2 separate regions of the Macaca mulatta genome follow, and region 2 is linked to region 1. Evidence: chromatin contacts called from public Hi-C data. All regions are on one chromosome and are shown on one strand. Each heading gives the region's core, a stretch centred on a gene start, on an enhancer-like site or on the middle of the called end of the contact. The rest is flanking DNA. Distances are from core to core; before and after follow the strand shown. Region 1 holds the start of BORA (BORA aurora kinase A activator). Region 2 holds the start of DIS3 (DIS3 homolog, exosome endoribonuclease and 3'-5' exoribonuclease).

The links. A called contact is a pair of places that touch in the nucleus more often than the background predicts.
Region 2: a Hi-C map of CD4 T cells shows a contact between it and region 1, with 3 times the contacts expected there. The contact joins the promoter of DIS3 here to the promoter of BORA in region 1. A contact is called at or near these places in 2 of 14 Hi-C or Micro-C datasets (CD4 T cells and fetal cortex germinal zone).

The regions. Positions count from the first base shown.
Region 1 is chr17:67,481,313-67,485,978 of T2T-MMU8v2.0, reverse strand. It overlaps BORA (BORA aurora kinase A activator), which reads right to left and starts at 2,425. Exons shown (of 11, transcript XM_028837564.2): 1 at 2,133-2,425; 2 at 1,073-1,240. The coding sequence starts at 1,122. MZT1 (mitotic spindle organizing protein 1) reads left to right here and starts at 2,496. Exons shown (of 3, transcript XM_015121179.3): 1 at 2,496-2,617. The coding sequence starts at 2,539.
Region 2 is chr17:67,540,468-67,545,133 of T2T-MMU8v2.0, reverse strand. DIS3 (DIS3 homolog, exosome endoribonuclease and 3'-5' exoribonuclease) reads left to right here and starts at 2,451. Exons shown (of 20, transcript XM_077974338.1): 1 at 2,451-2,802; 2 at 3,404-3,561. The coding sequence starts at 2,575. It overlaps PIBF1 (progesterone immunomodulatory binding factor 1), which reads right to left and starts at 2,273. Exons shown (of 16, transcript XM_077974345.1): 1 at 2,055-2,273; 2 at 674-972. The coding sequence starts at 925.

The sequences.
Region 1 (4,666 bases), core at 1,176-3,675:
AGGTCAAAAGAACTTATCCAGTGTAGCAAGTAACAGTAAAATAAGATAAAGTGACCCGGGCACGGTGGCTCATGCCTGTAATCCCAGCACTTTGGGAGGCTGAGGTGGGTGGATCACATGAGGCCAGGAGTTCGAGATCAGCCTGGCCAACATGGTGAAATCCCATCTCTACCAAAAAAAAAAAAAAAAGATAAAGTGATGAAGCCTTTTCTAATATCCCGAAAAACACTTTTCCTTCATATTACTATTGTGCTAAGCACTAATCACCTATCACACTGTCCTGATATTACTCGTCTAGTATTAGATGAGTAATAGTCTAGTCTAACACATTAAAATAGGGGTTAGTTTCTTTTTATAATAGATTGCAAGCTAAGAATTATTTTGACAGTTTTAAATGGTTGGAGAAAAAAACAAAAAAAAAATCTTGTGACATGTGAAAATTATATGAAATTCAAATGTGTCCATAAATAAAGCTGTATTGGAACAGAGTAACATTTATCTCTTTACACATTGCCTATGGCTGCTTTTGTGATTCAAGACAGAAGTGAGTAGTTGTGACAGAGATCAAATGATCAGTAAAGCTTAAATATTTACTGTCTGGCCCCTAACAGAAAGTTTGTGACTCCTACATTGGAGTATAACCTCCTTAAGGATTTGTGCCTAATGATCCTAACTTGTTCACAGCGTAATCCCTGCTTAGCATTGTATCTGACACATAGCAACACTCAAATAATGTTTGCCAGGTAAGTGAGAACAGAATATTAGATGATGCAGCTTCTTCTCTAACGTATTAGCAGCTATATCATCAACCACAGAATGTAGCTACACCCACAACTGCAGGAAGCTAACATATGTTGTTCTTGAACTTAAAAAAAAAAAAAACTTCTAGCTAACTTATTAACCTAACCACTAGATTATAATGAACACTACAATTTTTAAAAGTACATTGCAGTTATATATGCTCCATCATGTATTTCCTCCTTACCTTGTAAAGACAGATGTTTACATTTAAAATTATTTGTAATTATTTACATTTAAAATTAGTTGTAAACACTAGTCAGGAATAACTTACTGGTAATTTTGTTGATTTAAAAACAGAAGGACTGGCGAGAGTTTGTTCATGGAGATTAGAATAATCACTAGGACTTTCAAAAGGATTTAAAACAGGGATCCTTCCTGGAGTTTCTGGTGTTATTTGCATTTTAGATTCCTTGACATCTCCCATAGCACAGAGAGAAAACTAAAGAGAAATCAAGAGTACATATGTTAAAATTACAAAGTCCCATAGATATTAATTTTACCTATTAAAATGTATTCGACAAATGTGTCACAAAAACAACTCAAAACCTAACACTCTTGGGGCTATGATACAGCTTATGAAAAAAGTATCACATATAAATGTTCTCAACTGATCCTCGAAATAACCTTGAAAGCTATAGCAGTAAGTTATTAGTGATATTATTCTGTGAAAGAATTAACAAGCTCAGAGAAGTGAAGTGGCTTATACGCAGCAATCAAATATGAATTCAGATCTAAAGGTTACAACAGGCACAAATCTCTTCTCAACTAAAGGACTTATAGCTACAATTTTTTTAAAATTCATCATCTCACGTCTCAACACTATGAACATTCTTCGGATACCCCATCCAACTACAGTTGCTATTAAACAATTCTTTGTAGCAAGCAGGTAAGAGATGCAGAAGCTTGTGCCTTTCTTACACATGAGTCCTAGCCAGAGAAGTATGATTGACAGGGGCTAGGAAATTAACTGCCTTGAATCCCCTTTCCTCCAAAAATCCTCCTTTCGCCAAGACCTCCCCCTCACCCCTCCCAGGATAGAAAGCGACTCTGCATTATTTCCAATCAAAGGAGGCTACAACTTGGCGGGGTGGGGTGGAGAAGAGTCTACTTCTGTAAGGTTGAGATGCAGCCGGCTTCCTCGGACGGAGCGCCGAGGAGGCGTCGCCCCCCACCCTACGTGGCCACTCTTTCTGGTGCCCCTGTCTTCCACACCTACTCCCTGACTGCTCCCATTCACCAGGGGCCAGCGGGCAGGCAAGTCAGGAGCTGGGAAAAGAAACCTCTCCATTCGGACAGGAGGAAAGGTCAGGGACCATAAAAAACCTACCTACCGGTGCGTAGAAAACGAAGCCCCCAATACCGACTACAGGGAGCTCCCGGGGGCCAAGCCAGCTTCCACGTCAGGCACAGACTCTTTAACTCCCCGCTTCCGCGCTGTCTTGGGCCAACCAGGGCACGGGGCTTGTGAGCGACTGGCCAATCGCGTCGTCCCGCCATCCGCGAACCAACCAATTGCACGGAGGCCGCGTAGAAAATTCGAATAGCAACTCCTGGCTCCACGTTCCGCGCAGAGGAACGAGGCTCCAAATTCAAATCAACGCAGCCTCACGCCGGCGGCGAGCGCGAGGGGCGGAGCCTGCCCGGCGTGAGCGGAGACGCGCCGTGTGATTGCCCGGGAGAGAGGAAGGCGCTCCAGTTCCGGGTCAGGCCCTTCTCCCGCCTCCCTCGGCCTTAGCCATGGCGAGTAGCAGCGGCGCTGGGGGGGCGGCGGCGGCCGCGGCGGCGAATCTGAATGCGGTGCGGGAGACCATGGACGGTGAGTGTCAGTTGCGCTCCTTTTACGTTGCCTGCCTTCCCAGAGCCAAGGCCCCCAGGCGGAGCTGAGCCTGGGGAGGACTTCAGGTCCCCTTCGTGCCCCAAACGGCATCTTCGAAGATCTTTGGAAGGGACCTGCCAGGGCCGCAGGACTGATGGCCCTATCCCTTGAGAGTTGTCTCCGCCGCTGCGTAGTTTGTCGCGCGCGCCAGACGTTGCGGCCCCCTAGTCAGCCGGTTGCGCACCGCGTCCTTCTCGCGCGAATGCCGCGCCCCTTCTATCCCGCGTCCCAGGTCCGCCCTACCCGCCCGATCTCCTGCGGTGACAGCGCCACGCCCACCCCACCCAGTACACCCGTTCCCTCCTGCGCGCCGCGTCCCACCGGATTCCCGCGCAGGGCGCTTCGGGGGTCCCCAAGGTTGGGATCCCCAAGGTTGGGATCCTGGCGGGGACAGGGGCCAGGTGTTTGGTCACCGCTATGCCTCGTGTTCTTCGCACTTAAGTAGGCGGCCTTTAATATCCTGCGAATGATTAAGTTCCCCCCTTCGTCAGAATTATCCTAGTTTCCTCTTGAAGCGGGTGACGCCAGTGCCCAAGTGCTATGGGTGTCGCCTGTTTTCGGCCCTGGAGCCTACACAAGCTCTGGAGCCTACACAAGCGTTGCAGAACACGAAATTAGTGTCTTGCCGATTACCTTCTCTCTACTCTCTAATGCCACTTTATAACCCTGTGGTGAGCTTGGACTAGATACTTAAACATTGAGCCTGTTTGTTTAAAATAAAATCCTGCCTCCAAGAGTTGTGAATATTTAAATAAGACAACCATGTAAAAATATATCAAAGATGATCAATTATTTTTATATTATTTCCGATGTCATCTCTCTTGTAGTCTCCTTTGTCTCCTTTTTACTCACATCCACCTGTATTATGAGTGTTTGATCGATGTTAAATGTCATTTGCAGTGGGCCTAGACGTTTTCCAGAGGCTACTTAAGTCAGCTTCCCTCTCTGTTAAAAGATAACCCTATGAAATTCTAACTCCTGTATCTCTTTCTCCTTCACTGTAGGCTTTTTTTTTTTTTTTTTTTTTTGAGATGGAGTCATGCTGTGGTTGCCCAGGCTGGAGTGCAGTGGCGCAACCTCAGCTCACTGCAACCTCCGCCTCCTGTGTTCAGGCAACTCTTCCCACCCTCAGCCTCCAGAGTAGCTGGTATTACAGGTGCCCGCTACCACACCTGGCTAATTTTTTTTTTATTTTTAGTAGAGACGGAGTTTCGCCATGTTGGCCAGGTTGGTCTCGAACTCTTGACTTCAGGTGATCCACCCACCTGGGCTCCCAAAGTGCTAGGATTACAGGTGTGAGCCACCACACCCGGCCTCATTTTCTTACATAGCCCCTGCAGAAGGGCTGCTGGCTTTTTCTGCACTGGCTGCTCGTTCCTTTTTCAAAGAATTAACATTTTTAGAGACTTTGCATCTAATTTTTCACTTGTTCAGTATCTACCTTGCTGTTTTTCTGAGAATGTTAATATTCAGCCTATTTTTCTATCCTTTTCGATGTATCAACACTTACTAGTTTTATTTTGTAAGTGAATTTATGCATGTGTATGTGTGTGTGTGTGTGTGTGTGTGTGTCTGTGTGTATAAAAATTTACTATCTTGTATGTTTCCTTGGAAAAAGGTAGAGTAAAAGACCTCACTTCTAGCCTGTTTTCTTATGTTAGCTGTACTTAGGTTCCTTATGTATATGGTCGTAGGATCCTATTTGAATAGAAAACTCACATTTTCTCTCTGGTGGAACCACTGATGTACAATTGAGAACTGATGATTTGTGTTGGCTACATCATCAAGATCTTTTCTGAGAAAACCTGGTGTAAAATGAAGATTATAGAGAGAATAAGAGCATGAAAAAGTGAAGTAAAACAAAAAATGAAGGAGAGGGGATGTGGTGTTTCACAGTATTTAAATCAACCCATGAGATCAAAAGTGAAATTTTCAAAACTTTGAGTACCATTTCTCCTCTCAATGGCAGGATTTGTGAACCCCCCCTTT
Region 2 (4,666 bases), core at 1,202-3,701, 59 kb before region 1:
AAGTGCAGCGGCGCGATCGTGGCTCACTGCAAACTCCACCTCCTGGGCTCAAGCGATTCTCCTGCCTCAGCCTCCCGCCTCAAGACTCCTGAGCAGCTGGGATTACAGGCACCTGCCATCACGGCTGGCTTTTTTTTTTTTTTCAGTAGAGCTGGGGTTTCACAATGTTGGCCAGGTTGGTCTCAAACTGCTGACCTCAGGTGATCCAACTGACAGATAAAACTGTATTTGTCAGGTACAACATAATGTTTTGAAATATATGTACATTGTGAAATGGTTAACTCTAGCTAATTAACAAATGTTCTACCTCACATAGTTATTTTAGTAATGAGAACACTTAACATCTGATGTGTTAAGATTACAATGTCATTAACTATAGTCACCACGCTGCACAATAGATCTCTTGAATGTATTCCTCCTATTCAACTGTAATAATGTATCCTTTGACCAACATCTCCCCAATCCTCCTTTACCCCAACCACATCAGCCCTTGGTAACCACCATTCTATTCTCTACTTCTATGAACACCAAAATTATTTAAAGGCTATACTTGTCAAGAAATATAAATGTATCATTTCAAGTTCAGATAATGTGTGTATGTATTTAATTCTTATTTACCTGCCATTTGAAGACAATAAAGCATACAGAAAACAAAATTTAAACCTGATCTTACCTTTGTAAGATAATCCACTTTCAAATTGTCGATCATCATAGTTTTCTGGGATAGCTCAATTTTTAGTAACTGAATATTATGAAGTAGTTCTTTTCGTTCAATTAGCTGCCTGGTGATTTTGACTTTACCCTCTCGCTCTTCTGATGAGGAAATATCGTCCGTAGGAACTGTTGTTTCTAAACTAATATCTTCAGATTCTAGAGAACTAGAGATGTTCACTTTTTTTGACTCCTTTGAAATTTTTCGAGACATTTTTATTATTATGGATCAGTTTTCTTCTCTAATTCGATTTTAGTATTCTGTAGGTTAAAAAACAACATTAATTTAAAAATTAACTGCAGAAATCATGGACGGTATTGAAGAGAGACTAAGGGTTCCTTAAATAAATATTAGGCAATTTAGTGCACCCCTAATCTAGAACAGATTATTGCAGCAAGTTAGTGCTCAAATCAAACACATTAATTCCTACTACGAACTCAGTCTTCGAGGAACTTTAAAGAAACAAAACAAACAAACAAAAAACAACAGTTCCTGGGGGGAGGAATCTTATTTGGACGAAACAAAGAAATGTACAAGATGAAGAAAAAAGCCCATTATAATCAAGAATGGCACTACTAAGAGCAACACATGCTCAAAGATAACAGAAATCACGACTGAGTTGGTCAGGGAAAGGTTACACGGAGGTAGCACTTAGACTCTTGAAAGACTTGGACAGGCATAGTAAAGAGGAGAAATCATGCAGTTATTAACGATACGTGAGTGGAAGTAAAAAAATAAAGCCAAGTCTTGGAATAGTTACTCCTTCCATTGCCCCCCACCCCCAAAACAAACACACACACACACACACACACACACACACACACACCCTCAACGATCAAGACTGGAGGGCCTCATAATGTCAAAATATGGTTGGATTTTATTCTATAGGCAATGAGTCATCACTGAAAGTTTTTTAAATAGGGAAAACAGGGAGACAAAAACATTTTTTATAGATAGCAGAATGAAAACAACAGGGTATAACAAAAGTTAAAGAAATTCTAAATATAACTTCTTACTCTTTCATAAGAATGTTAGCAACTACCTTGTTTTAATACCTCATGATATAACAAATTATGCTATTAAATATTTCAGTTTTTCTAAACTGAATGATAAGGAAAGGTGTATGGAGTGGAAACAGCGAGAACTATACTAAGATCGGCCTCCCTCCTTTTTGAAGGGAAATGGGTAAGAAAAAGTGAATTCAAAGGCAAATCGTCTCCTCGATTACAAAGGACCCGAAACGGGGACTGCCTACACACTCAGCGCGAAAATTAAGCCCCAAACTTGGCAGGTCGGGGGATTCCTTGCCCCACGCGGCAAAGGGATGATAGTCGCTAGTTACCTCGAAAGAGTCAATTACTCCACACTGAACGCTTGACCAGCGGCCAGTGCAGATACTTCGAGGGACCAAAGGCGTCTCCAGTCGGAAGCTCAAGGTTGCAGGCCCTCAACAAGGGATTTCAGGACAGGGGACCGTTAGGACCAGTAACCAAGACAACCATCTCCGCACCCGTAAGGACGATAGAAGCAGCACTCCCACAAGCCGCCGGAAGTCAGCTCTCCCGGATGTTCCGAGGCGCGGAAAGCAATACACGATGGGAGGTGGAGTCCAGAAGCGAGCCCCGCCTAGGCTACGGGCGGAAATGGCTCCTCGCCTTGCTTTGTCGCCCCTCCTCACTTTCGCCCAATCGCGGCCGTCAGAGAGCCAATCAACTTTTGTCTCGACATTTCCCGCGAGAAGTGTTACTAATATCCAGGAACGGAAAAGAGAGGACTTCTGGATGAGGCATAGTTGTGTCCTAGCTTGAAGCCTTTTGCTGGAAGAGCACTGCTGGGGTTAGGATTCTGCGCGGCGAGGCAAGATGCTCAAGTCCAAGACGTTCTTAAAAAAGACCCGGGCGGGCGGCGTGATGAAGATCGTGCGCGAGCACTACCTGCGAGACGACATCGGCTGCGGTGCGTCCGGGTGCGCAGCGTGTGGCGGGGCGCACGAGGGGCCGGCCCTGGAGCCGCAGCCCCAGGACCCGGCGAGCAGCCTCTGCCCGCAGCCGCACTACTTGCTGCCTGACACTAATGTGTTACTGCACCAGGTGCGTGGGCGGGCGAACCGCGGACAGCGAGGCCCCACCGGGACAAGGGGATATGACACGTAGGGAAACTGAGGCTCAGGGAGGAGGGTCTTTGGCAGTGTCTCAGATCTAGGGGAAGGGAAACCCCCTGGGGACCCAAGCTGCCTGTTCCGCAGGCCGAGGTTCTTTTCCTTGTGCTTTAAAAAATGTAGTTCTTGGAGTCGTATTTTAGACACGTTATTTTTCTAACTCCTGGTGTCTCTTCTGCCTTAGATTGTAAGTGCCTGGAGGCTGGGGACCTGGGCTTCTGTGGCCTCCAGCCTGCGACTCCCAGGCAGCTTGTAAGTGCCTACGAACAAAAACTATGTGAGCCAACGTATTTCTTTATTAATACCCTTAATTCTACGAAGTCTTGGATTGGTCTGTTTAAGTGTGCTTTTTAAATAGATCTGAAGGATTTAGTGACTATTGTTTTCTATAGCCAAATAGCTTCTTGGCTTAACTTATTCAGTGTATTTAAAACATAAAGTATTTATGCCCAACATAAAACGGGATTTTGTGTTTGACAGAAACTACTTACAAATGAATATAGGAAAAATTAACTTACTTTCTTTTTTTTAAGATTGATGTTCTTGAGGACCCTGCCATCAGGAATGTAATTGTGCTACAAACAGTTCTTCAAGAAGTGAGAAATCGCAGTGCCCCCGTGTATAAACGTATCCGAGATGTGACTAATAACCAAGAGAAGCATTTCTATACTTTCACTAATGAGCACCATAGGTAGGAGGAATATTGCTAAGTTAAATATCAGGAAACCACAGAATTAGCTAAATTGGAAAGAGGGTTCCTGTGAGTAATTTGTGACATTGTCAGTAGATAAGTGATAGATTTCATACCCTATTTGATTCTTACATCGCTGTGCAGAAGATAATGCTAAGTGAATCTCTAAGGTCACACAGGCATTGATGGGCTCAAGCCTAAAACCAAGGCCTGCTGACTCCTAGACTACAGTAGGTAATTTTATTTCCAAAATGTTTTCATTTTGAATTGGTTTTAGCTTGAGTTAGACCGTAGAATCTTGGAAGATGAGATTTGCCTAAGTTCCTGGAATGCCATATAATGTGAAGAACAGGGCAATAAAATGTATGAGTTTGTGAAGTTTCTATTTTGTTTAGAAATAGAAAGTATATTTATTCTTAATGGTCTTTTAAAAAGTTTAATACTTTGCAGCAGATTACATTGAGCAAGATTAGGTTAAGGAATATAATTCTTTTTTTTTTTTTTTTTTTGAGACACAGTCTCACTCTGCCGCCTAGGCTGGAGTGCATGGCATGATCTCGGCTCACTGCAACCTCCACCTCCCAAGTTCAAGCGTTTCTCCTTCCTCAGTCTCCTGAGTAGCTGGGATTACAGGCAGGTACCACTATGCCCGGCTAATTTTTGTTTTTTTAGTAGAGACAGGGTTTCACCATGTTGGTCAGGCGGGTCTCAAATTCCTGACCTCGTGATCTGCCCACTGCAGCCTCCCAAAGTCCTGGGATTACAGGCATGAGCCACCATGCCTGGCCAGGAATAGAATTCTTTGTTGTGCTTTTAGATTCAAGACCTTTGAACTCAGTGTGTGGTCTCAGAAAATAAGATATTGCCTATTATGTTATATTACGTAAATAATCTATGATGGGTATTTATGGTACTTTTATTGGATTGGATCAGGGCTTCTCAATCTTGGCATTATAGATATTTTGAACTGAATTTTTTTGTGTGTGGTGGGAAGGCTGTTTTATACATTGTAGGATGTTTAACAGTGTTCCTAGCCTCTTTGGCAGAATCACCACCCCTTACCCCCACCACCACCACCACTCAGTTGTAATGATGCAAAATGCCC